Regions from separate parts of the Mus musculus genome. Here all the other regions are linked to region 1. The links are chromatin contacts, called in public promoter capture Hi-C maps. All regions are on one chromosome and are shown on one strand. The core of a region is the stretch at or near the end of the contact, and the rest is flanking DNA. Distances in the headings are between cores, read along the strand shown.

Region 1 (5,918 bases), core at 1,222-3,721:
ATTTTTTTTCTAATTATTAAATTATAACCCAGTATTTTAAAAATTAGTATTGCAGTGGTTGTTTGTCAATGGTCTCTTGCTTTTTTACTTATTATTTGTTTAAGATTTATTTATTTAATGCATATGAGTACACCATTGCTCTCTTCAGACACAACAGAAGAGGGCCTCAGTTCTCATTACAGATGGCTGTGAGCCACCATGAACTCAGAACTGAACTCAGAACCTCTGGAAGAGCAGTCAGTGCTCTTAGCTGCTGAGCCATCTCTCCAGCCCCACTTCGTTTTCTACTGACTAGATGTTTTTCTCTTGCCTTAGTTGATTTTCTAATTTTGGCTATGTTGTTCTCCAATGGTGTTTTGTTTTGAGATAAGATCTCATTATCTAGTCTAGGACAGCTGAAGACCTGAGACTGGAACCTGAAGTCTTGCCTGTCTTGCCTCAGCCTCCCAAGAAGGTTTTAGTCAGAACACCATTTCAGAAATAACTGGAATGAATTCGGGAATCCAAAGACTTAACCTTTAAAAAATCCAACTCTGCATTTTTTTTTTTTTTTTTTTTTTGTCTAATAATGTGACTTTGGAAAGTTACTTAACATCTTGGTTATCAAAACATCATCTGGGGCTAGAGAGATGGCTGATCAGCAAAGGGCACACACTGTTCTTGGGGAGGAGTGAGGTCAGCCCTCAACACTCACTTTAGTTAGGCCAGTCACAGCTCCTGAGCTCCAGCTCCAGAGGGTTGGCTGCCCTCTTACAGCTTCGACAGACACTGTGACAGACACTGTACTCATCATACACATACCCCCTACCAACACCCCCATAAAAACATAACTAAAAATAAAAACAGAGCCAGAAGAGATGGTTCCATGGTTAAGAGCACTCACTGCTCTTGCAGAAGGCTCAGCTTCAGTTCTCAGCACCCCTGTGGCAGCAACTCCATCATGGAGTCACTCCAGTCTGGCCTCAAGGACCCCAGCACTATATATATATATATATATATATATATATAACTATATATATATAACTATATATATAACTATATATATATAGTTAAAATGAAATCTTGCCAGGTGTGGTGGCCTACACTTTTAATCCCAGTACTCAGGAGTCAGAGGCAGGTGGATCTCTGAGTTCGAGGCTAGGCTGGTCTATAGAGACTACATAAGACAGGCCCTGTCTTACCCCACCCCCACCCCCAAAGTTACTCTTCTGTAGAGGGAGAGAAAAAGAGAAACGTGAGTTCCTATTTTTAAGCTTTCTTTCTTTTTTTTTTTTCCCCCAGAGCTGAGGACCGCACCCAGGGCCTTGCGCTTGCTAAGCACTCTACCACTGAGCTAAATCCGCAACCCCTTTTAAAGCTTTCTTAAAGTCAGTCCTTCAGTTAGGCACAAGGGGCTCCACCCCACAAGAAGTAAAGTTCACTGAATTTGAAAATCATAACCACGGAGGGGCCACTTTCCAAGCGAACACCTCCGGGGATCGATCATGCAAGGGGTTAAGCTTCACAGCCACCAACCAAGAAAAAAAAAAAAAAAAAAAAAAAAAAAAGTTGAGCAGATTCAAAGTGTTGACGGGAGCAAGACCAAGAACCAGAAGCATCCCTTAAAATTCTTAAAATTCTTGAGTGGCCAAGTTGTGGAATGTTGGGGTTTCAGTGAATAACTTGCTCTTATGTTGGAAGAGAAATTCCCTTAGTAGCACTCTGCAAATACAATGAGCACATACTGAACCCTACTAGGCTATTATGATAGTCAGTGAGAATCCAGAGATTAAGCACCTTCCCTCCCCTTTAAGGAAAACCCCAAATTCCGGGACCAGCTTCAGAGTTAAACTTAAAAGCGCTCAAAATCTCTCATGGGGCCAAGTGTTCCGGGAGCTGCGGTTAGCACAAAAGGGTCTCCCAAGCCAGGTGAGCCTGAAAGACCGCAAGCCACAGCCGGAGGTCTGGGGTAAAATCTTCTAAGAAGGGCGGGGATCGCTCCTGGCAGAAGTGACAAGTTCCCGAAAAGACCCTTCTACCAAACCTCCCTGGGCCTCTACTAGGTTCGCCGCCCAGAGTGAACCGATGGGCTTGCACTTCACCTGTGCCCACCTCGGGTAGCCCGTGTGTTCGCATCCCGACAGGGCGCCTCCTTCTCCAGCGGCGGGTTCCCGCCAGCCGCTTCCCCCAGAGACCTCCCCCTTAGGATGCCTCCCATGTGGACTCTCCCTGCTCGGCCCCACGGTGGCCATCCTTCGTCCCTCAGGCCCGCTACCTCTGAAGATGTCCAGCACTTTCTTCTCTCGGAAACCACGATTCTCTAAGAAGGAGCACACGTCCTCCGGTTCCCAGGTTCGGAGGTCGGTGTTTTGGAAGTCGTCGTCTGCAGACAGATTAGCTGTTGCAGGAGGAGTGCTCGGTGGCGTCCTTGGGCTGCCATCGCAGCGGGGTCGCTTAGCTGGCTGCTCCAAGGGTGCGCTCTGCATGGCTACCTCCGACACCCGGGGCTGCGAAGTTAAGTACCGCGGCACCGGCTCGCGCGCAGCCGCACTGACACCACACCCCAAAAGTGAGTCCATTCAGTTTTGCCAGCCTCCAGGCCTACTGCGCAGGCGCCCCGGACATCAGCCCTGGGAGCGTGGCCTCCCCGGGGCGCTCGCGCCCGGCCCATTGCGCAAGCGCAATGCCTACGCGATCGCCCTCAACTCCGCCCTTGTGTTTCTCCGAAAGGGTGGTGTTATTAGAAAAGCAAAACTGAGTTGTGGTTAAGAGTGGAGACTTTAGTGAGGACAAGGCCAAAGAGGGCATCTGGGGCTAAGGAAGGTTCACCACGCTCCAGATTAAAAAGGTCTTCTGGTGAACTGCAGGTATCTTCCTGAAACAAATACGTTTTGCCAGGTTTCAAACACCCCAAGCTGTAAACTTGTTAAAATAAAATTAAAAACAAAAAACAAAAAAACCCTATAAGGCAACAAAGCTGCCACTCCTATCCCAGAGCAGAAAACAAGGGACTGGCCCAACTGGAAAACCCTGAAGTGATTGCCAGCTGGTTGTCGGACTGTCCTGTTAGATTCCACATTCACAGTTAGTTGGCAGCAGACCGCCCTATTATTTCCAAATAGACAGTATTTTTACTAATTACTAGTCAGTGTCCAAATAGCAGGCTTTCTTTTTTTTTTTTTTTTTTTTTTTTTTTTTTGGCGTTAAGCCATTTTGGGACAGACCCCAAACTTCCCCATAAATCTTTATCCACCCATTACTAGTACAACGACCACTAATTTACGACACCTCTTCAGAAACCAAGACACATACACATCTAGGTATTTTAACGTCAGGCAGTACAAATGAGATGTTTAGTGGTGAGCCCGACAGCTGTAAGTGATGCTTAGGCATAAAATACAAGCTTGAGAGCCGGGTGTGGTGGCGCACGCCTTTAATCCCAGCATTTGGGAGGCAGAGGCAGGCTGATTTCTGAGTTTGAGGCTAGCCTGGTCTACAAAGTGAGTTCCAGGACAGCCAGGGCTACACAGTGAATCCCTGTCTCGAAAAAACAAAACCAAAAACAAAACAAGCTCGAGGCCCGATGTTCATTACCCAGCAACAAACAAACAACAGACAAACTAGAAATCGGATGAACCAAAATATTCTTAGCAAACAGTGCTGATGTGATCAGGGCCCTGTTCTAAAGGCTTTACAAACATTCATTTAACGAATTTCAGATGTAGGAAAGTGAAGTATAAAAGCTGGGAGAGAGGGCTGGAGAGATGGCTCAGTGGTTAAGAGCACTGACAGTCCTTCCAAAGGTCATGAGTTCAATTCCCAGCAACCATATGGTGGCTCACAATCATCTGTAATTGGATCCTATGCCCTCTTGTGTTGTGTCAAGGACAGTATGGTCATATACATAAAATAAATAAATAAATCTTAAAAAAAAAAAAAGCTGGGAGCTAAGAAACAACAGAGACTGGGCTTCCTGCAAAAGACCATGCTCTTACTAAATCTGCCTTAGTCAGTACTCTCTAAAGGAACAGAAATGTTAGAGTAAATATTTATGTGTGTGTTTAAAAGGGATTTATACAGGATTTAGTTCATGTAGTCCAACAATGGCTGTGAGACTCTGGAAAAGGCCAAGAATGTGGTAACTGTTGGGTCCAGGAGGCTGGTTGTCTGTCATAATAGTCCCAGCCTGGCACTGGAGTCCTGGAGGAGTCCTGGAGAGCTGCTGGCCCCCTGTCTACACTAGAATCCCAAAGGAGTTGGCTTTTGTCCAAAAGGAAAGCCACAGGACTGGCATAGATGAATGTGCTAGTGAGAGCGAGGGCAAGCAGGCAAAGAAGCTCTTAACTGTCTCTCATATCTTTTCATCTGGGCTGCCAGCAGAAGAACCAGAAGATTTAGGACGGGTCTTCTGGTCTCAAATAATCTAACAATCTAATAATTCCCGGAGCAGTCAAGTTGTCTAGCCAAGATTGGTCATCACCCTAGCGGCCCCTCCCTTTGCTACTTATTTATTTATTGAAACAGGCTCACTGCGTAGCCTCACTGGGCTTTGAGTACAGGAACTTCTTCAGGCTCCAAACTGCTGAAATTACACGTCTTATCCACCACACTATTGCATATTGTGATGGTTTGTATATCCTTGGACCAGAGAGTGGCACCATCTGAAGGTGTGGCCTTGTTGGAATAGGTGTGACCTGGTTGGAATGGATGTGTCACTGTGGGTGTGAGTATAAGATCCTCACCCTAGTTGCCTGGAAGACAGTCTTCCACTAGCAGCCTTTGGATGAAGACATAGAACTCTCAGCTCCTCCTGTGCCATGCCTGCCTAGATACTGCCATGCTCTCACCTTGATGATAATGGACTGAACCTCTGAACCTGTAAGCCAGCCCCAATTAAATGCTGTTTTTTATAAGACTTGCCTTGGTCATGGTGTCTGTTCACAGCAGTAAAACCCTAACTAAGACACATATATTGGTTGTTTTTAACTTTTGTTTTGTTTTTTGAGACAGGCTCTCATTATGTAGCTCTAGCTGTCCTGGAACTATGTAGACCAGACTGGCCTTGAACTCCCAGAGATCTTTCTGTCTCTGCCTAGGACCTGTTGCATGGATCCACTGTATATTTTTTAAATGAAAACTTGTGTGTGTGAATACATGTGCCATGGTGCAGATCAGAAGACAACTTGGAGTTGTTGGCCCAAGTGATCAGGTTTAGCTCCTCAAACTTGGCAACTGTGAGTTCTATCACTAGTTTTTGTTATTTACATAGCATATGGTTTCTTTCTTTTTAAAGATTTATTTAGTTAGTTTATATGAGTACATTGTCACTGTCTTCAGACACACCAGAAGAGGTCGCCAGATCCCATTACAGATGGTTGTGAGCCATCATGTGGTTGCTGAGAATTGAACTCATGACCTCTGGAAGAACAGTAAGTGCTCTTAACCTCTGAGACATCTCTCCAGCCCGGCATAGGGTTTCTTCTATTCCAGGCTAGTCTCAAATTCACCGCTTGGCTAAGGACGGCATTGAACTTGTAATTGTTCTACTTCCTCTTCTGTGGTTTGGGGTTACAGTGTGTGCCCCGTACCGATTTCTATGGTGTAGGAGATCACACCTTAGTCTCATGCAAGGTGGGCAGCCAGTCTGCCAACTAGTTTACATTTCTAGCCCCCACCCCTCGCTTTTCTTTTATATTGGGGTTTTATCTTAAAATCATGTTCTCTTAGTTAACCCAACATTTCCAATTACAGTCCCTACAGATTCAAAGCAGGGAGTATAGGGAAAGGCTGCATTTGGACAGGAAGTCAGGCCAGGAAAACATGTTCCACCCTGTCAACAGGGTACTTGGTGAAAACATCCATCAGTTGTCAATACTTAGAAACTGAAACAAGAAACTAAAAGAGGTGTATCTTCAATCTGCCAAGGCTGATCTGACTCG
Region 2 (5,918 bases), core at 2,090-4,589, 360 kb before region 1:
TCAAAGTCAAGTCCACCTTTAGCTGCCTGAGACCTTGCAATCCCACAGGGCACGCACAGGACAGCTCACAACCATCTGGAACTCCAGTCCTGGTGGATTCACTAGCCTCTCTGGCACCAGGCAGTCCATACACAGACATGCAGATGAAATACCCATGCACGTAAAATAAATTTAAACAAAATTTAAAGGCAGCATCTTTCATTCATTTCCTTTTCCTTTTGCAATGCGAGGCCTCATGCACGCTAAGTAGGTAGGCGCTTTATCACTGAGCTATGCCCCCAGCTTGAGCACAGTAACCAAAACAGGAAGACTACCTAAACGTCCATCCAGAGGTGGGTAAGCAAATATGGCATATTCAGCCTTAAAGGGTAAGGAAATGGACATACGGGTATTCCATGGGACAGCCCTTGTCTTTTTGTCAGACAGGACCTCATTCTGGAGGCCTTGCTAGCCTAGAGGTCACTATGTAGACCAGGCTGGCCTTGAATTCCTCCCTCTACCTCCCAAGTGCTGGGATTAGAAAACATATGCCATCATATTCAGCTCAACACTTGCTTTAAGGACCTTTGTAGGTCCCTGGGACCAATTCCAAGTCTGTCTGTCTGTCTGTCTGTCTGTCTGTCTATCTATCTGTAAAAGAAGTTAAAGATGCAGCTCACTGGGTAAGAGTGTTTGCCTAGCAAGTAGGAGGCCATAGGTTGATTCTTAGCACTTGGGATGCAGAAGTGCAAGATCAAAAGTCCAAGGGCATCCTCAGGGCACAGTGTCTGAGATTAGCCTGTGTTACATGAGACCATCTCAAAAAATATATGTATATATGTGTATATGTGTGTATCATTATAATATGCATTACACACACATATACACACACGCAAAAGTAAATAAACTTAAAACAAAAAACTTGGAAAGTTATACAACTGGTGAGACGAGTCAGTGGGTAATGGGGTTTATGCCAAAGGCCTGGTGACAAGTTCTATCAGCAGAGCTCTTATAAAGATAGAGAGGACCAGTGTCTTTGAGTTTCCATTTCTGTAAAAAGACACTATGACCAGCAACTGTTAAAAAGGATAACATTTATTTTTTTGTTTTGTTTTTTTGTTTTTCAAGATAGGGTTTCTCTGTGTAGCCCCGGCTGTCCTGGAACTCACTTTGTAGACCAGGCTGGCCTCGAACTCAGAAATCCACCTGCAAAAATAAAAATAAAAATAAAAATAAAGAAAGAAAAAAAAAGAAATTTACCTGCCTCTGCCTCCCGAGTGCTGGGATTAAAGGCGTGTGCCACTACTGCTCTGCTAAAGGATAACATTTCATTGGCCCTGGCTTACTGGTTCTGAGGTTCAGTCCTTTATCATCATGACAGGAAGCAGCCATGGTGCTGGAAGAATTGAGAGTTCTACAACTTCATCCAAAGGCAGACAGAAGACTGGCTTCCAGGCAGCTAGGATGAGGGTCTCAAAACCCACCCCCACAGTGACACACTTCCTCTAACAAGGCCACACCTACTCCAACAAGACCACACCTCCTAATAGTGCTACTCCCTGAGCAAGCATATTCAATCCACCACAACCAGCTCCATGACAACATCTTCCAGCTCCATGGCAACATTCTCCAGCTCCATGACATCACCCTCCAGCTACATGACATCATCTTCAAGCTCCATAGAATGATGCCCATGGCACCTGCACCTCACCCATCACACACAACCTGGACCAGAACAAATTTCCATACAGGATATTACTGAGACATCTGGCACAATTGGAATATAGGTCATAAATTAAAAGCCTAAATCAATGTTAAATCTTATGATTTTGATAATATACTATCAATATGTAAAAGAGTCCTCCTTTTAGGATATACTAAAATCTTATTCACTATCAAGTGTTGGGCAATGTGCATATTCCCACAGGGAAGAGTGAGGAGCCAAAGGTCAACTGGAGACTCTCAAGGAAGTCAGTTTTCTATACGAGTCTTAGAACCTTAGTATGCTTGAAATTATCTCAAAAGAAAGTTTCCAAAAATGAATAAATCCAAGACAAAATGGATCTCTCCCAAATCTGCTCCGCCTACGCCCACGCTGCCCAACTAAGAAAATGGCAGCACTCTCTCCAGCTGCCCCACTGAAATCCTGAGCTGGGGCGTGAGAGAGGCTCCTTGGTAATGGCACTTGCTGTTCGTATGTGGCCAGGCAGGCCTGCAACAGTCCACTGACTTCCACACCAACTCTCATCACGAATAAATAGAATTTTTAAAAGAATTGAATTCTTGGAGCCAACTTTCTTCTCATTCCAGTCTGGTCCGTTTTCAAGTCCTATTGGCTGAAGCACTGAAGTGTTTCCAGAACCCCTCCCCTTGTCGCCCAGTTTCCCACTGCCCCATAAGCCCAACCAGCATCTCCCCCACTTACTGTCTGCTCTCCTGTCCTTGAGCGTGCCATACGCTCTCTAAATCTCCTGCACTGACATCCATTACTTTTCCTTTGTGACTTCTGACCTCTACGCTAAGCTAAACTACTCCCCAAATTCTAGTTCCGGAAGTGTTTCAACTGTTACCTCTAATGTTGCCAGGACAGATAAAAACTGTTACCTTCTATTTATTTAGACAACCTTGCTCCATAGCTCAGACTGACCTGGAACCTACACTATACTCGATGTTGGCAATCCTGCTGCCTCAGCTTCTCAAATGCCGAGATTACTGGCATGAACCACCGCATCTGGCTCCATCTCCTCTCAATCTGGCTCCATTTCCCAGCATCACCCTTAACTCCTTTTCAGCCGAGCTCAGAACTGTCCCGGGATGTAGGCGGTTTCAGGCTCCCAGGGCTCCCTAGGCAGATGGATCAGTTGCCTGCCCCATTGCGGAGCCAGGCAGCTATTTACAAAGTAACTGAATGCCAGAAAGCCCTAGGGAAAGAGTGATGGCCGCTGTTGTGAGGATTGAGTCTCCCTGAAAAAAAAGGACCATACTTGGCCGGGTGAAAGCCAGCCTTCCACCAGACACAGCAGGGGCCTCTGGGACAAGAGGGGGTCGGAGAGCTGGGAAACGCTGAAGGCTCCGCCCTTCTTGCCAGTCTTGACACCTCAATCTGCTTCCATGCCCCAGCCTGGGCCGACCCAGAGAAAGGCTGCGTCGAGGGGGGCTATTCCAGGGGCACCCCAGCTTCTCAGCCTGCAAGCAGAGGCCTAATAAGGCCGGGCTGGCTGCCTCAGCCCCGCCCCCACCCCACCCCCGCGCATTCTTCTGCCTTGTAAGGCCGGGCGGCCTGCGGACCCTCCAGCCCCGGCTCCGCCCCCAGAGCTCCGAGCATCGAGCATCGGTCGGAGCTGCTGCCAGCCAACTCTCGAAGCACCGCAACAGCGCCGAGGACTTTTCTTCTCTGCAGCAGGTGGGAGCCCACTCAGCACCCGGGCAGCTACAGTAGGTGGTCAGGCTGAACCTCACCCGGCCTTCTGAGGGCTGTGGCATGCTTAGTGGTGTGGGCTGGGGCTACTGCCTTGCTTGGGTCCTAAAGGGGACCCTGGCCTGGGACTGAGCAACTGGTGGTTCTGCGCCCCGGAAAACTGGTCTTTGGGCAAGGAAACAAGGATCCAGAGTGTCCTTTTGCTAAAGAGCCTAACACACCAAGCCTGGAAACTCCAGGCTACCTGCCTGTAGAGATGCCAGTGAGGGGGTTGAGGGCATCCCTGACCCAAGAAACTGTGTGTGGCAGAGGAAATTGAGCCCTACGGAAGCACAGCGCTCACACCCAGTTTTGCAAACCCTACCCCAGGAGGGATGGTAACCACCTCATGCCTTCCTTATCTCCAGTGCTGTGTGCACTAGAGAACGGTGGGATGAGGGGGTCTTGGCTTCTTCACAACCCTCCAGCCGCCCTGGTTGCTTGATGAGCCGGTTGGAAAGCAGGGTATCTGGCACAGCCAGCTATGGAGACTAGTAATGAGGAGGGAGGGATGGTCTAGCCATGACCGCGCCAAGTTCCAGCTGTCTGATCCTTGGTGTCTAGGACCCCAGAGAGGGGAGCATATGGCTTCAGAGTTAAGGACACAGCTTATTCCTAATTTAAGTCACTCAACCAAGTCTAGAAAGTGCCTGGCCCTTCAAGAGCCAAACCTGCCACCCACTGGCCCCAGCCTAGCGTGGTGTCCTGGCTCCCAACCCTCTCACAGGTATTCACTTCCCTTTGTGTGTGTGTGTGTGGGGGGGATGCCTCTCAGGGATGTAGAGAGGGCAGGGATACACTAGGGGAGCCTAGCTGGGCCTGCCCTAGAGGTCTGCAGACAGGATGGGCTAAGAAAGCTGATGGCCAAACCGGGCAGTGATGGTGCACGCCTTTAATCCCAGCACTTGGGAGGCAGAGGCAGGTGGATTTCTGAGTTCGAGGCTAGCCTGGTCTACAGAGTGAGTTCCAGGACAACCAGGGCTACACAGAGAAACCCTGACTCAAAAAACCAAAACAGAGCCGGGTATGGTGGCGCACGCCTTTAATCCCAGCACTCAGGAGGCAGAGGCAGGTGGATTTCTGAGTTCGAGGCCAGCCTGGTCTACAAAGTGAGCTCCAGGACAGCCAGGGCTATACAGAGAAACCCTGTCTCGAAAAAACAAGAAAAACAAAACAAAACAGACAGACAGACAGACAGACAGGAAAGAAAGAAAGAAAGAAAGAAAGAAAGAAAGAAAGGAAGGAAGGAAGGAAGGAAGGAAGGAAGGAAGGAAGGAAGAAAGAAAAGAAAGAAAGAAAGAAAGAAAGAAAGAAAGAAAGAAAGAAAGAAAGAAAGAAAGGAAAAGGAAGAAAGCTAGCTGATGGCCATCTCAGCCTGGGCCACAGGAGATGGGGGACAGCTTCCAGGGACAACATTTCTGCCCCCGGTTCTTACCAATTCCCACCCAGCACTACACAAAGGAACCCCAAAGCCTGGTGCATGCTGTGGGGCTCACTGGGTTTTATACAGCTAGAGTCTCAAGACTGCAGGTAGATGTGGCCCTGGGACTTGCTGGAGCTGACCATGACCCCAGCCCAGAGGGTATTAGAGGCAGGGATAGAGGAGGAAGGACATAGGCCCTGGGCCAAGGTCTACAGAGCACAGGGCAGAGAAGAAGACGTGCTGGGGCCTGGACTAGCTGAGGGGAAGCAGACAGAAGTTTTGAGATGTATTTCCCCACAAGTTATGATGGGATCAGGTTGAATTCTTTCCCTGGCCTCAGTTTTCCCATCTGTACAGTGGAGCTCATAAACCTTTCACTGAAGAATCCTCTACTAGCCTGCTGCTGTGGGCTGCCCTAGTGGTGAAGGATGAGGGAGTCCGCAAGTGTTTGTTATCAAGATAAGGGTGGAGAACAGCACCCCTGGGACTCTAGAGCTCAGCCTGAGGACAGCTACAGAAGGGGGGGGCTGGAAGGAAGTCCTGGAACAGCTGTGGAATGCTAGAGGTCAAGGAGGAGACAAAGTGGATCAGTCAGGAGCTGGGAGAGCACACTGGGTCCTTTCATGCCAGGCTGGGGCATCGAGGTTTACTCTCGGGATGTGGAGAGGGGTTTTAAGGAGGCGACTGAAGGTCTGAGTTTGAATGGGATGGGAGAGACCGGCCGAAGCCAAAACACCAGGTCTAAATGGACTGTAGTTTCAACTTGAGGGAGCTTCGATGTACAGGAAGTGACAGAGGGCACAGGATGAAACCACAAGGGACCAGTCAGGCTCCCTGAGGAGAGCAGCTGTGTTCCACAGACTGTGCAGAAGATGGGGGAGATAGGGGGTGCAGGGGCATGGAGTGAGAGGGGTGGGGAGGGATGGGGGAGGGGTGAAGGGGCATGGAGTGAGAGGGATGGGGAGGGATGGGGGAGGGGTGAAGGGGCATGGAGTGAGAGGGATGGGGAGGGATGGGGGAGGGGTGCAGGGACATAGAGTGAGAGGGATGGGGGAGGGG
Region 3 (5,918 bases), core at 1,597-4,096, 300 kb before region 1:
GGTTGGGGGTCACCACAACATGAGGAACTGTATTAAAGGGTCACAGCATTAGGAAAGTTGAGAACCACGGCTCTAGAGCTAAGGCTGACCTTGAACTCACAATTCTCCTGCCTTACCTCTGGAGTGCTGGGTTTACTGACAAGCTTTGACACACAGGCCTGAGGGAGCTTTTGAGAAAACCTCCAAGTCACTGGGTTCCTTTTTTCCGTTTTATGGAAGATCTGAGCATTGAAGCTTTCTCTTTTGAGACAAGGTCTCACAGTGTACCTATAGCTCGCAGTGTACCTATAGCTCGCAGTGTACCTATAGCTCGCAGTGTACCTATAGCTGGCCTGGAACTCACTGTGTAAACCAGGACGGCCTTGAGCTCACAAAGATCGACTTGCCTCCATCTCCAAGTGCTGAGATTAAAAGCTTGAGCCACCTCGCTCAGCAGTTTCTTACTGTATGGGGGAACGGGGGAAAGGTTTCTTGCCACAACAGTAGTGTGTATCCATAGTGCTGGATTTCAAGTTCACGTTTGCTAGAGAAGATTGACTCTACCAAAACTAGATGAGAGCCAGGTGTGGCAGGAAAAACAGCCTCAGGAAGCTGAAGTACAAGAAGGATTCCAGACCCCCCACATCTCAATAAATAAATAAATATAAATAATAATAACTTACCATCAGGCATGGGGATTCACGTGTGCAGTGTGCAGTGCTATTTGGGAACCTGAAGCAAGAATATCCTTGAGCACCGGAGTCTGAGGCCAGCCTGAGAAACAGAGAGACTTGTTACAAACCAAACCAAACCCCAGTTGGAAAAAGCTTGTCAGGATTATCAATACGTCTGGCCAAAGTCCCTTCTAGGCCGAATATTATAGCTGAAAATAAACTCATGTCAGACCTCTCTGACTTGGAACACAGATTTACGGGATCGTATGGTTCCATGATTATCAGTTACCATCCAGATCCCAGGAAGGGCACCTAGACGTTTGGCTTTTCCAGAACAGCGGTATGAAGAATACTCTCATGCAAGCTTTAACTTCATGCACAGCTGCTCCAGGATCATGAACCCAGGAGTGGGAATGCCTGGGGTGAAGATGCACAGAGCTTAAACTACATTTACAGAGCAGTCAGACCTGGCAACTGTCGAGTTCATGGTATATTTAGGCTAGGGAAGTTGTTTATGTGAAATCCTGACACAGAGCCAGCCTGACACAGAGCCCCCCTCACCCCAACCCTGGATCCTGCCAAGCGGGTCAGGGAGACTCCAGACCTGTCACCCAGCATTCAGTCCGCTCTGCTGCTGGCCATGGGGAGGAACGCGTCACTCATGTGAGCAGGCCTGGGGTCACTGGTGGAATCCGTGGGCTTGTGACTGCCCACCAGAGGCTCCTGTCACAAAGAAAAGACACCTGCTGCACACGCCTGGATCGTATGAGATCCAGGGCACATCTCCAGATTCACTGGGCTATCCCTCTATTTTCCCTCCATGTCACACCTATATGACAGTCCCTGCTTTTTGCCAAGACCTAATTGGTTTTTACTTTTCTTACCTAAGATTTCCCATCTCCTTCATTCTTTCAAAGGTCTGTGGCTGGAATATGACTTGGCTAAGAAATTGCTTGTGACCAACTCTCTGAGACTTGGTGTCACCATCAGTAAAAAAGAGGGTTCTGGGCAATGTTTTTGATTTTGGATGGCCATCTTGGTTTCAAGGATTTCCAGGCAAGTCCGGCTTCTATGAAACCCACCTTAAGATGCTTTTAATCGGCATCCTGACTGGCTTAGGGCCTTCTGGTAGGAAAACTTAACTTTGGTTGCCAAAGTTTTTGTGACTACAGTACAACGAAAAACAAAAGCTTGAGTCTGCTGCAGCAATGACAGCTGTTGTCTCTGTCACTTAGCTGCAGCAGGTGCGCCACTCTTAAGTCTGACCCAAGACCCAAACTCAACAGTAAAATGATTAGAAGATAACAGCATTAAAAAAAATAACAATCAGGGAAGACTGTTCGGATGCTGTTGGTTCTGGCACGTGGGTCTCAGGTTTCTGGGCCTATATGATCACAAACCCAGAAAAGGCCTGTTAGCTGGAGTTAGGCTATGCCACACTTATGCAGATAGCAAGAGACAGACAAACAGTCAGGGAACTTGGACGCAAGGAAAACTTGAGGTAAAATGACCCTAGCCTGGACCGCTGGAAGCGCCTAGCCTCACCCTCTCCAACTGGGGTTAGCCACCAAGGGAAAGGCTCGGCTCTATCATCAGACCCACCTGGCCAAAGGACACTGGCACACGTGGTAAGGCAGGGACCAGCGAGTAAATGCGGCCACCTCCAAATTGCGACACGGTGCCTGCCTCACTCACGCTCCTGGGGTGCAGCCTGTACTCACCCCTGGCCGACCATCTGCGCTAGGCTTGGGGTTTTATCCCAAGTGGTCTTCGCCGCGCCGTTTGCCTTATGAGCGGACAAAACAACTGGTCCTTTAGCACCTGGGAGTTACTCTGAGCCGACTGAGCCTCAGTTTCCCCATCCCCACAAGGGCAAGCTCCCAGAGGAGGAGGCGAACTTACAAAGGTACGGGGACTGGCACCCTTTGTGCCTGGTAGTGCCCCCACCCCCATGGAGGAGCACACAGTAGGCGCTCCGGAAACACTCTCTGAAAGGAGGAGCGGGCCACTTCCTGCCCTGGAGCTGACTCCGGGAGCCCTGGTCCCACCGCTCCGCCCCGGGCCCCGGCCATGCGGCATTCCTAAGGTGGGTGGGCGCAGGAAGGAGGTGCCGCGGGCCCGCCCCCTCCGACGCGTGGGCGGGGCGAAGCCCCCTGGCTCTGCGGGCCCGCCCCCGAGGGTGGGCGTAGCTGGCCACGCTCTGCACAAAGTTTGTTTCTGCCTCGGGGCGGTGGGGGAGGGTGCGGCAGGCGGGATGGGAGGAGAGGGGATCTGACGTCAGGTCGCGAGGTGCTTTCCAGCCGCGAGCTGTCAGGCGGGTGTCAGACCCGGCAGGTACGCGGCGCGTTCCCCCGGTGCCCCCCGCCCCGGCCGGGTGGTCCCACACCCCACCGAGGCCGCGTGGGCCGGAAAGCCGCCAGGGAAGGTGAGTGCGGGGCGCCGAGGGGCTGGAGACGCGGGAGGAGGCGCGCGGACAACTTGGAAAGTTTCTTGGGGCGACGGGGCGGGGGAGGGGGCGTCGTCCCGGCGCGTGCGACAGTGGGTGTGTGAGCCCCGGGGGTGTGTGTGAGTCGGGACCGCGGAACGCTGGCGCGGAATGCCGGGGTTGGCGGGGGGGGCGCTGTTCGGGGTCCTTGAGGGAGGGCTCGGCTCCCAAAGCTCCCAAAGCTCCTCTGGGAGAGGGCAGCCGGTGCCCTGCAGCGGGGTGAGCGCGCGGGGAGCGGGTTTGTTTGGTTTCAAAAGTGCACGTTGCTAACCGCCGGCAGCCCCCCCCCCTCCCGCACGGCGACAGAGCGGGACCGGGGGCCGCCGAGTGACAGCTGGAGGTGGGGGCCGCGGGCGGGGCTCCGACGGAGAGGGCTTGGGAGCCCGCGCGAGTTCCCCTTTCCTTTGGAACAAAGGAAAGTCTGTCTCCGAGGCATCTGTCACTCCCAGGCGGGCCAAGGCTGTGGGGCGCGTGGGGCTGGCGACGCGGAGAAAGTTTGTGCGCGCCGGGACCCCGGGACCAGGCGAAGGGCAGCCGAGCGTCTTGCGGGGGCTGTGCGCGTCCCCGATGTAGGGGGGGCGGCCAACATGGAGTCCAGGCGCAGAGTTGGGGGGGGGGGGCGGCGCGGAGGTTGGAGCCCAGCCCCCTCTTTTCCCCTCCCCCTCCGGGCCGAGTTCGGAGCACAAAGCCGAGCGCGCACGCTCCGGCGGCCCCGCGCCCCAAGAGTCACCCTGCGCGGAGTACCAGGGAACGGGCTGGGAACTAAACTTTTTCCTGTCCCAAAATGGACACGTGAGTTTTTTTTTTTTCCTTGCAAAGTCGTCCCCCCCCCCCAACCCCCAAGCGCCGGGTGGCGGACCGACAGGGGAGCTGTTGCTCGCACCGTGACTCTGGTGGGGGACAGTTGAGTGAGGGTGCCTTGAGCGCCGGCGGATTCGTCGGCGCCCCATGAGCCATGTGCTCCGTTGCGTCTGGGCCGCGGGGGAGGCTGCGCGCTTTGTGTGAACTGCTGGGAACTCCAGCCTCAGTGTGCGGCCCGGGGGATTGTATCTGGAGCTGGGCGAGTTGTCAGAAAGTTCCTGTGGGAGTGGCTGCAGATGGTGTTGTGGGAGTGTGTAGGAGATTGATGGGGTGCAGTGTCCAAGGGGTGCCTCCAATAACCCAGTTGTATAAAAAACTGATGGATGGCCGGTGTGGTGACGTGCGTGCTCCTGGGTCGGAGAGATCGTGGGTGGGCAGGTCACTTGGAGTTCGTGGGTGGGCGGGTGCAGGAGTTGGGCTAGTTTCGATAGTCTAGTCGTTGGTCCTAGGTATAGTGTGTAAATTTAGCTATGTGTGTTTGTAAAACTCTGGGAACTTGCGGGATGTGAGCAGTGGGTCGGGTCGGTTATTTAAACAGCGCTCAACTTGCAGGAGGGAAATTGAGGTATCGCTGGTGTGCGTGTGTGTCTAACCTGCAGACAACCCTAGGGTGCAGGACCCAGAGGTGGGGAAAGTTCATGCGGAGGGGTGCTCTTCTGGAAGGGAAACTATGAAGACTGGGTTCTGGCAGGCAGCCAGAGTGGAATAAGTGAAGATAACCTTGAGTAAACTTGTCACCCGCCGCCAGCGCTGCCTCCCTGAGCTGGTCTCGCAGCTGTCCTGGTGGCCGACTACATGTCTGCCCTCAGAATGCATCCTCCTTGAGCTCCTCTGAGTAAACACTGCCTCCGAGCAGTGCCCGGTTCACCTCCAGGTGGCCTGGCTGAAGGTAGACCCTTCCCTCGAAAGTCTGGCTTAGCCAGCCCAGAGATCTGGGCTCAGGCCCAAGTCGAGGAAACAAAACCTGGGAGATGGCAGAGTTTTTTGGCTGGGCCTGCTGAGGAGCTGTTAAAAGGCAGAGAAGGGAGGAGCATGCAGATCCTGGACCAGCCTTGGCCTAGAACTTGTGCTATTAAAATGTAAATTTCTTTTGCTTTTGTGAACGGGAACTTTGTCTGCTGGAGGGGCAGCTGATAGGAGTTATCTAGGCAGAAACCTTCCTTCACGGAGCAGGGGAGGAGGAGGGCTTCAGACTCTGAAAGGACACTTTACTGGGATCACACAGCCCAGTGGAAGTTAAAGCAGGGACCAGAGCCACACTTCATTGGTCAGGATTCTGAGATTAAGTCTGGACCAGGTCAGAGGCCGGACCAAGGAAGAAGGTCTAAAAACCAACGGAGGAATGACTCACTACGCACACGGCCTGCGGCAGGGGCGGCAAGACTTGGTGAACAGTTACCAGACCCGCCTCCGGGCCTTGGAGGGAAAATTACCCGATTTCAAATCCTTCTTTATAATCAGTCTTAAAAGATGGGACATTTTTTATTTTATTTTTTATGTGTGTGGATTTTCATCTGCACCTGGGATGTTGAGAGAGAGCATCTACTCCCCTGGAACTGGATTTTGGGTGGTTGTGTTCCTCCATGTGGGTGTGGGGAGTGGAACCCACCGCTTCTGTGAGAGCGCGTTACAGCAAATGCTCGTAATTGCTGGGCTATCTCTTCCAGCCCCAGAAATTCACTTTTAAAATAAGCAGGCCCGGGGACCTGGGGGAGGGGGAGGCTGGAGAAATGGCTCAGTGGGTTAAGAGCACTTGCTGCTCTTCCCGAGAGCCTGGGTTCAGATGCCAGCACAGACAGGCTCACAACAATCCAGCTCCGGTTACGGAGGACCCGCCTCCTTCTGTCCTCCCAGGACTCCGCATATGTGGTGCAGAATGTTTATATATATAAAATAAGTAAAATCCTGGGAGGGACGGG
Region 4 (5,918 bases), core at 939-3,438, 290 kb after region 1:
AGGCCAGGCCATGGCTCCTGCCCTCAGGGTACAAACAGACACACCCAGAATGGACTTGGGGTTGTGTCTCTATCAGGGGTGTGTCTAGAAACGTGTCCTGGAGGATATGGCCCTTACCCAGGATCACGAAGGCCTGGGAGGGTGGAGGCTGGTGGTAGGGGTGGGCATTCCTGGTAGGGGTTACAGTCGGAAGCCCGGAGGGATGGTTAACAACAAAGAGTACTCAGAAAGTTCAGTAATGAAACCCTTGTGCTGGGTGGTTCTTCTGAGAACCTCTGATGTAAGGCTGCCCTCAAGGAGGGCACGTGTGAGGGAGGCTGTGTCTGCAGCAGAGCCAACAGCACTCTTCCACGTAAGACTGTGAGGACTTATCAGTGCAAACCTACCTCGTCTCTCTCATGGAAGCCTTACCCACTGGGCAGGCTGCTGGCATACTGCGGCTCAGGGGGAAATAGCATACGTTAGGTCATGCATATATTTGCACAACGGTGGAGCTCCGGGTTCAACCTTAGCCTGTCAGTCTAAAGTTTATGCTTTGAAGCTCTCTGTCTTCTCAGCTCTAGAACCACCCAGACCTTTCCTGTTGAATTTCTGGGGACAGATGTAGTGATACATTTGGCAAATAGTTAACCAACTCTCTGGAAGGAAAAACTAATGGGTTCATTGTCACATTTCTCCCCATTTCCAAGTAGAACGTACTTCCTCTGAGGCTGACACCAGGTGACCAGTCTGACATCACCAAGTATGGCACAGGGAAGGACACTGCTCAGTAAGTGCTTGCAAGCCGTTTGAGAGCCAGCCCCAGTGCCTCACAGGAAGAGTATCCACCCTCCCCTCCCCTCCCTCAGCCCAGAGTGGCCAGTAAAGGCCATTAGACAAATCTTAGGCATGGAGGAGGGCGGAGAAACCTGCTCCTCCAGCCAGAGCCTGCCCAGGGGAGCCCTGGGAAACTGCCGTTAATCTTTAAGCAAGCCCTGCGAACAGGAGTGGCTGGCTAGTTTGCCCGCTGTTCATGAGAAACCCTGAGCAGTCCCCGTGGCCACAGTGGGCTACCCTGGCCCCACTTGCTCTTGTCAGTGAGGCCCTCAGATCTTCAGCCTGGCCCACTCCTTCTTCACAACAGAGGGGGCTGGAACAGGAAGCTAGTGGACAGAACACACCCTGAGGCACCTGGCCTAGATGTGACCTCAGATCAGTCTGACTCAAAGCTTTGCCCTTTCCTGGTCTCCTGGGAGACATAGCTGTACCCTGGGGCTGGAGCCTCTCACAATCTAGGATGATGGGGGACTTGCCCTTTGGGAGGGATCTTTGCCAGAAGCCCAGGCCTGTGCCACATGAACCTCAGTTTCCCTGTCTGTGAGATGGAAGCACTTTCAAGGAAGGAACATGGAGATGGTTGATAGATGGTCAGGCCCATCTTTCCAGAGTGAACGGGAGGAGTCAAGGATGCTCCTGGACCCCCAACGGGCAGCGCTAGAACCTGGTGGTCTTTGAGACCAGCCTGAAGCCACATCTCATCCCGCTTGCCCCATTTTTCTTCTCTACTTCCTGTCCGGTTGGTTCTGTCATCCTCAGTGGCTGGCAACAAGCACACTGCCCAGCAGATGCACACGGTCTCCTTATGCATTGAAAGTGAATTTAGGCTTGGCCTAATTGAGCTGGGCCCCGCAAGTTCCTGCCCTCCATTGGCAGAGGCTGGAGGCTCCGCAAGTTCAAGGCCAGCCTTGGCCACATAGTGAGCCACTGTTTTGCCTTTTGATACATTTTAACAATACTGCCTCTCCCCCTCACTATTTCCCTGTCCCTTCGGTTCCAGTCTCTGAGGATTAGAGACACTCAGGGTCAAGGCTGGTGTGGCCAGTGCCTCAGTTTCCGGACAGTGCTAGCCACCGGTGCGTAGCTCAGGTAGCTAGGGTTGAACGCTAACGTGGTCCCGGGAGGCCGAGCCCGGCGCGTGGCGTGGGGTTGGGGGGGCGCCCCCGCGGGCGGAGCTGCGGGGGGTGGGGGGCTGGGTGCGGGAGGCGCGGGCCCGGCTCGCACAGCAGGTCTCCCGGGTCGCCGGCGGGGCCCGGGTCCGCGCTTCCTCCTTTCTCCGGCTCGCGGCGGCCGCGGCCCCTCCTCCCGCGCGCTCCCTCCCCCTCGCCGCCGCCGCCGCCACCGCCGCCGCCTCCTCCCTTTCTCTCGGTCTGTCTCTCCGGGCCCGGAATCCAACCGGCCGCCCCGCCGGAGCGGCCAGGCCGCTGCCCGCCAGCGCCGCGCGCCCCGCTGGGGTCCGCCCGGGCGCGTCCGGAGCTCACGGTCGCCGTGCAGGTGAGCGCCCCCGCCCCGCCGGCCCCGCGCCCTGCTGCGGGCTCCCGCCCTGCCCACTCTACGCCGCGGCCCGCGAGCTGCCCGCCGCGGCCTTTTGTTGGGATGCGCGGGGGAGGACGAGCGGGGTGCGGGGGGCACCGGAACGCGGGGACCCTCGGCCGCAGAGTCCCCTGGCTCGGTTAGGCCACATTTGAAAACCCGGCCGATCGGCGCCGCCCGCGATCGCGGCTGCTGGGCCTGGCGCCCCCGGCCCGGAGTGGGCGGTGGGGGTGGGGTGGGCGTTGGGGAAGGGGCACCTGGAGGGCCACACTACCTCCTTAGGTCTCACTGGGGCCTTGGGTAGGGCCTAGTGCTGCTGGTCTGGAAGAAACAGGGCCACCCTGTCCTCGCCCCCCATCCCCCCCAACCCCCAGCCTCGCCCCTGCGCAGGCCCAGCGACCGATGGACTCAGAAGTTGGCAAAAGTTTTGGGGTTTCACTACCGCCACCAGGTCCGCTTGCCCACCCAGGCAGGTACTGGAGGTGAGTTTGTGCCCCCTACTACGACCCACCACCACTTGTGCCTTAGTTAGCTCTCTGAGCCAAGGCCCTCCTCAGTGGTAGGTGGGCTGGTTGAAGGGTGGGGTGAACAGAGGGGACTCACTCTGGGTATCCATCCCATAAACCTTTGAGGCATTCCGATTAGAAAGGTGGACAGAGGTGTGTGAGGCTTCTGGGACCCTGAGGTCTTCCCGGCTTTACAGACTGCCCAGTGAAGGCAAGTGGTGTTGGGGTCATCTGGGTATAGGTCAGATTTAGTTACCAAGGTGGACACGGGGGCGGGGGCAGGGGCGGGGGCAGGGGACTCTTCCAACCTTATGGAGTCCAGGTGTCTAGGTTTCTTGTTTTCCTGAGTGACCTGAGCCAGGGACCGCCCCTTGGACTATTCACATCAGTGACTATTCCCTGCACTTCCGCAGCCCAGGACTTGGCATATATGGGGGGGCGTGCTCAATAAATGAGTCCCATCCTGGAGCTCGCTCGCACAGGATGGTTGAGGTACCTGTGGCACAGCTGCCTGCAGAAGCGGGTAACTCCGTGCTACAAAGGGTTCCCTTTGGCCTCAGTCCTCTCAGGGAGGATCGATCAGTTGGCTTGTGAGGTAGCTCGGTGGTAGAGCACAGGCTCAGCTTGTTCAAGGCCCTGGTGCTAGCTGCAGAACCACAGGAAAGAAAATGGAGCAGTTATAACCAGAGCTGCTGATATCCAGTGAACGCCTCCCGGGGTTAGCCTGGTCTGCAGCTGCAGAGGAGGATATAGCCTTCCTGAGGAGCTGTCTGGCTGCCCTTTAACCCACCGTGACGGTGAAGGGTGTGTAGTTTTAGATCAGGCACAAGGCATTGTTGGAAGTTTCCCTCCATATCTCTCGCACCTGGCAGAGACATAAGGCCCTACTGGAGATGAGGTGTGTCTGGGTGAGGTAACCTTTCCACAAGGGAAGTGATTTACAGTGTGTCACCTCTCAGCTGACCTCCTGTCTACATCATGGGGCACACACTAATGAGTGCTAGGAGTGCCATGCTCCCTGCTCCGTCCCCTCCCCCTAGTCTCTTGTTCATCCTTGTTCATCCCAGCCTTAGGGCAACCCTAATCTCTCCCACCCCACCTTCCTCTATCTCCTGTGTCCTTTTCCCGAACCCCCTCTCCCCCACCAGCCTCCAGCACATAGGCTGGCTCCTGTTTGGGGCTTCTTCCCTGATTGTCATCTGAGGGTGGGGGTGAGGATAGGGTGTGTCTCGCTCCCCTAGCCCCCCAGGAATCTCGGAAGGACATGGTTAAATGATCTTTGTTCTTGCTGTCCATCTGCTGACTTTGATCGCGCATTGAGCATATACTATGCACCAGGGCCTGGGAACTTTGTTGAGCAGCTTTGTGGTAGGAGGAGCAGACAGCTTCCTGGAGGAGGGGCTTAAGCTGAGTGAAGCAGTGGCGGGCCAGCCAAGAATGCAGCTGGGTCAGTGCTCTTCCTTTCTATTCAGAAGGTCATCTGCCTGGGGACTTGCTGGGAAACTGTGAGCAGGTCTTTGACTCCTAGAAACTGGAGTGTGGGGGATAGGCCATGCATCAAGCAAGTGGCCAGATAAATGAATATATACTCGTGGCTGTGATAAAGGCAGAGGACTCTTGAAGGAGGAATTTAGGGGGCGTCTGGGCATGAAGCTAGGGGAAGGTGTGCCAGGCAGAGAGAGGTGTGTATGTGCAAAGGCCCTGAGGTGAGGGGAGGTGTATAATTGTTGTGGGGAACCAAAGGGAGAGCTATGAGATAGGATGATCCAATGGGGCCGCTATCAATAGGACTGCTCCCTATGAGGGCCCACTGGAGCCTGGAGGAGGATCTTGGCCTCCAGTTTTTACATAGGGAGCAGGTGGGTATCCTCTCTATGAACCAGATTAAGCTGGAGGGCAAGGTACACAGCTAATGGAATAGATGTGCAGTCTGGACTTGCATATTCTGTGGGAGCCCTGATCAGGTCTCAGAAGGAGGAGGAGGAAGAGGAGAAGGAAGAAGAAGAGGAAGAAGCTAGGTTTAGTAGGAGTTCAACCCAGAAAGCCAGAGGCACTGAGAGCCCAAGGATCAGGAAGTGCAGTGCAGGGTCGGGGTGAGGGTGAGGGAGAAACTTGGGAGGGAGCTGGAGAGCAGGAAACTGGAGATCATGCTTGGGCATCTGATAGACCTGAGTTCAAGTTCTGACTGCTGGCTATCCTATGTGCTGTGTGTCTTTGGGTCCTTCATTGTCTCTTTCTGAGATTTGGTTTCTTCATCCCTGAACGGCCAAGCATCTCTCCCTTTCCAGAGAAGGCTCTGTGCCCGGCATTAGTTAGTTAATGTACAGAAAGTGGGACCTGTTTGCTGTATGTGGCATCGGGAAGTCTGTTAGTGTCTCTGGGCTCAGCCTTGCCATCTGTGCGGCTTTGGCTGGCATGGGTCTAACCGTCCCAGCTTGAGCAGGGCTTGCTAGAAGAGGATGCTTGCAGCAAAGGACAGGGGTGTGCTGGGTCACTGTGAGCCCTGGCATCTCTGTGCCACAAAGCTGGGCTGGGGAGTGTGCACAGGAGATGGTCTGGCTTTCTGGATATAAACCATAAGACCTAGAGAGAGAAGGTTACTTGCCTAGGGTTTCCTAGGTGACAGCCAGGGATGGGCTATAGGGCTCTGAATTCCACATTTATAATCTGGTGCTCTTGGAGTCTTAAAGCCCTGCAGAGGCCCCACTGTGAACTACAGCTGCAGTTTGAAGTCCTCCTGCCCCTCTGTGGCCCATCAGACTTCACAGCATCTCAGGCCTCCTGTGCATTTTCCATCTCTCTAAGGAAAACCTTTCTGGCTCTCTGGGGAAGGGCCCCATCGCCTTTGAGGGGCCTCAGTTTCTTCATCTATAAAGGACAGCAGTGACTCATGGCTCCCTGGATGTCCCAAGAGGATGGACACGGGGTACTTCACACATCAGGACTTAATAAATGTGGGCAGGGCAGAGCCAGACCTAGGCTGAGGTCTGGCCTCCTCTAGCGCAGGTGGTTCATGCCCTGTGACACACGGGTGAAACTGTAAAATGGACTTGGAGCTAACAG

What was found. Promoter capture Hi-C pulls out the DNA fragments that hold promoters and counts their contacts. Capture Hi-C pulls out chosen DNA fragments and counts their contacts.
Region 2: a promoter capture Hi-C map of pre-B cells shows a contact between it and region 1, with 3 times the contacts expected there. The contact joins the promoter of Myl9 here to the promoter of Samhd1 in region 1. A contact is called at or near these places in 8 of 39 promoter capture datasets (the C10 cell line, HPC-7-derived erythroid cells, embryonic stem cells and 5 more) and 3 of 115 datasets of contacts at active chromatin or transcription factors (differentiating embryonic stem cells, embryonic basal ganglia and microglia).
Region 3: a promoter capture Hi-C map of adipose tissue shows a contact between it and region 1. The contact joins the promoter of Tgif2 here to the promoter of Samhd1 in region 1. A contact is called at or near these places in 5 of 39 promoter capture datasets (the C10 cell line, embryonic stem cells, frontonasal cranial neural crest and 2 more), 2 of 484 Hi-C or Micro-C datasets (both in embryonic stem cells), 9 of 115 datasets of contacts at active chromatin or transcription factors (effector CD8 T cells, embryonic basal ganglia, embryonic stem cells and 5 more) and 2 of 9 other capture datasets (adipose tissue and liver).
Region 4: a promoter capture Hi-C map of adipose tissue shows a contact between it and region 1. The contact joins the promoter of Src here to the promoter of Samhd1 in region 1. A contact is called at or near these places in 1 of 39 promoter capture datasets (the 3T3-L1 cell line), 1 of 484 Hi-C or Micro-C datasets (embryonic fibroblasts), 2 of 115 datasets of contacts at active chromatin or transcription factors (memory CD8 T cells and pancreatic cancer cells) and 2 of 9 other capture datasets (adipose tissue and liver).

What each region holds. Positions count from the first base shown.
Region 1 is chr2:157,132,625-157,138,542 of GRCm38.p6, forward strand. Samhd1 (SAM domain and HD domain, 1) reads right to left here and starts at 2,472. Exons shown (of 16, transcript NM_018851.4): 1 at 2,255-2,472. The coding sequence starts at 2,465.
Region 2 is chr2:156,772,125-156,778,042 of GRCm38.p6, forward strand. Myl9 (myosin, light polypeptide 9, regulatory) reads left to right here and starts at 3,340. Exons shown (of 4, transcript NM_172118.1): 1 at 3,340-3,382.
Region 3 is chr2:156,837,161-156,843,078 of GRCm38.p6, forward strand. Tgif2 (TGFB-induced factor homeobox 2) reads left to right here and starts at 2,847. Exons shown (of 3, transcript NM_173396.3): 1 at 2,847-3,078. LOC115486128 reads right to left here and starts at 4,088. Exons shown (of 5, transcript XM_030252280.1): 1 at 4,022-4,088; 2 at 2,556-3,839; 3 at 1,258-1,376; 4 at 663-753. The coding sequence starts at 4,088. The coding sequence ends at 1,375. Gm14230 (a long non-coding RNA gene) reads right to left here and starts at 929. Exons shown (of 2, transcript XR_003953756.1): 1 at 886-929.
Region 4 is chr2:157,422,105-157,428,022 of GRCm38.p6, forward strand. Src (Rous sarcoma oncogene) reads left to right here and starts at 2,189. Exons shown (of 15, transcript NM_009271.3): 1 at 2,189-2,310.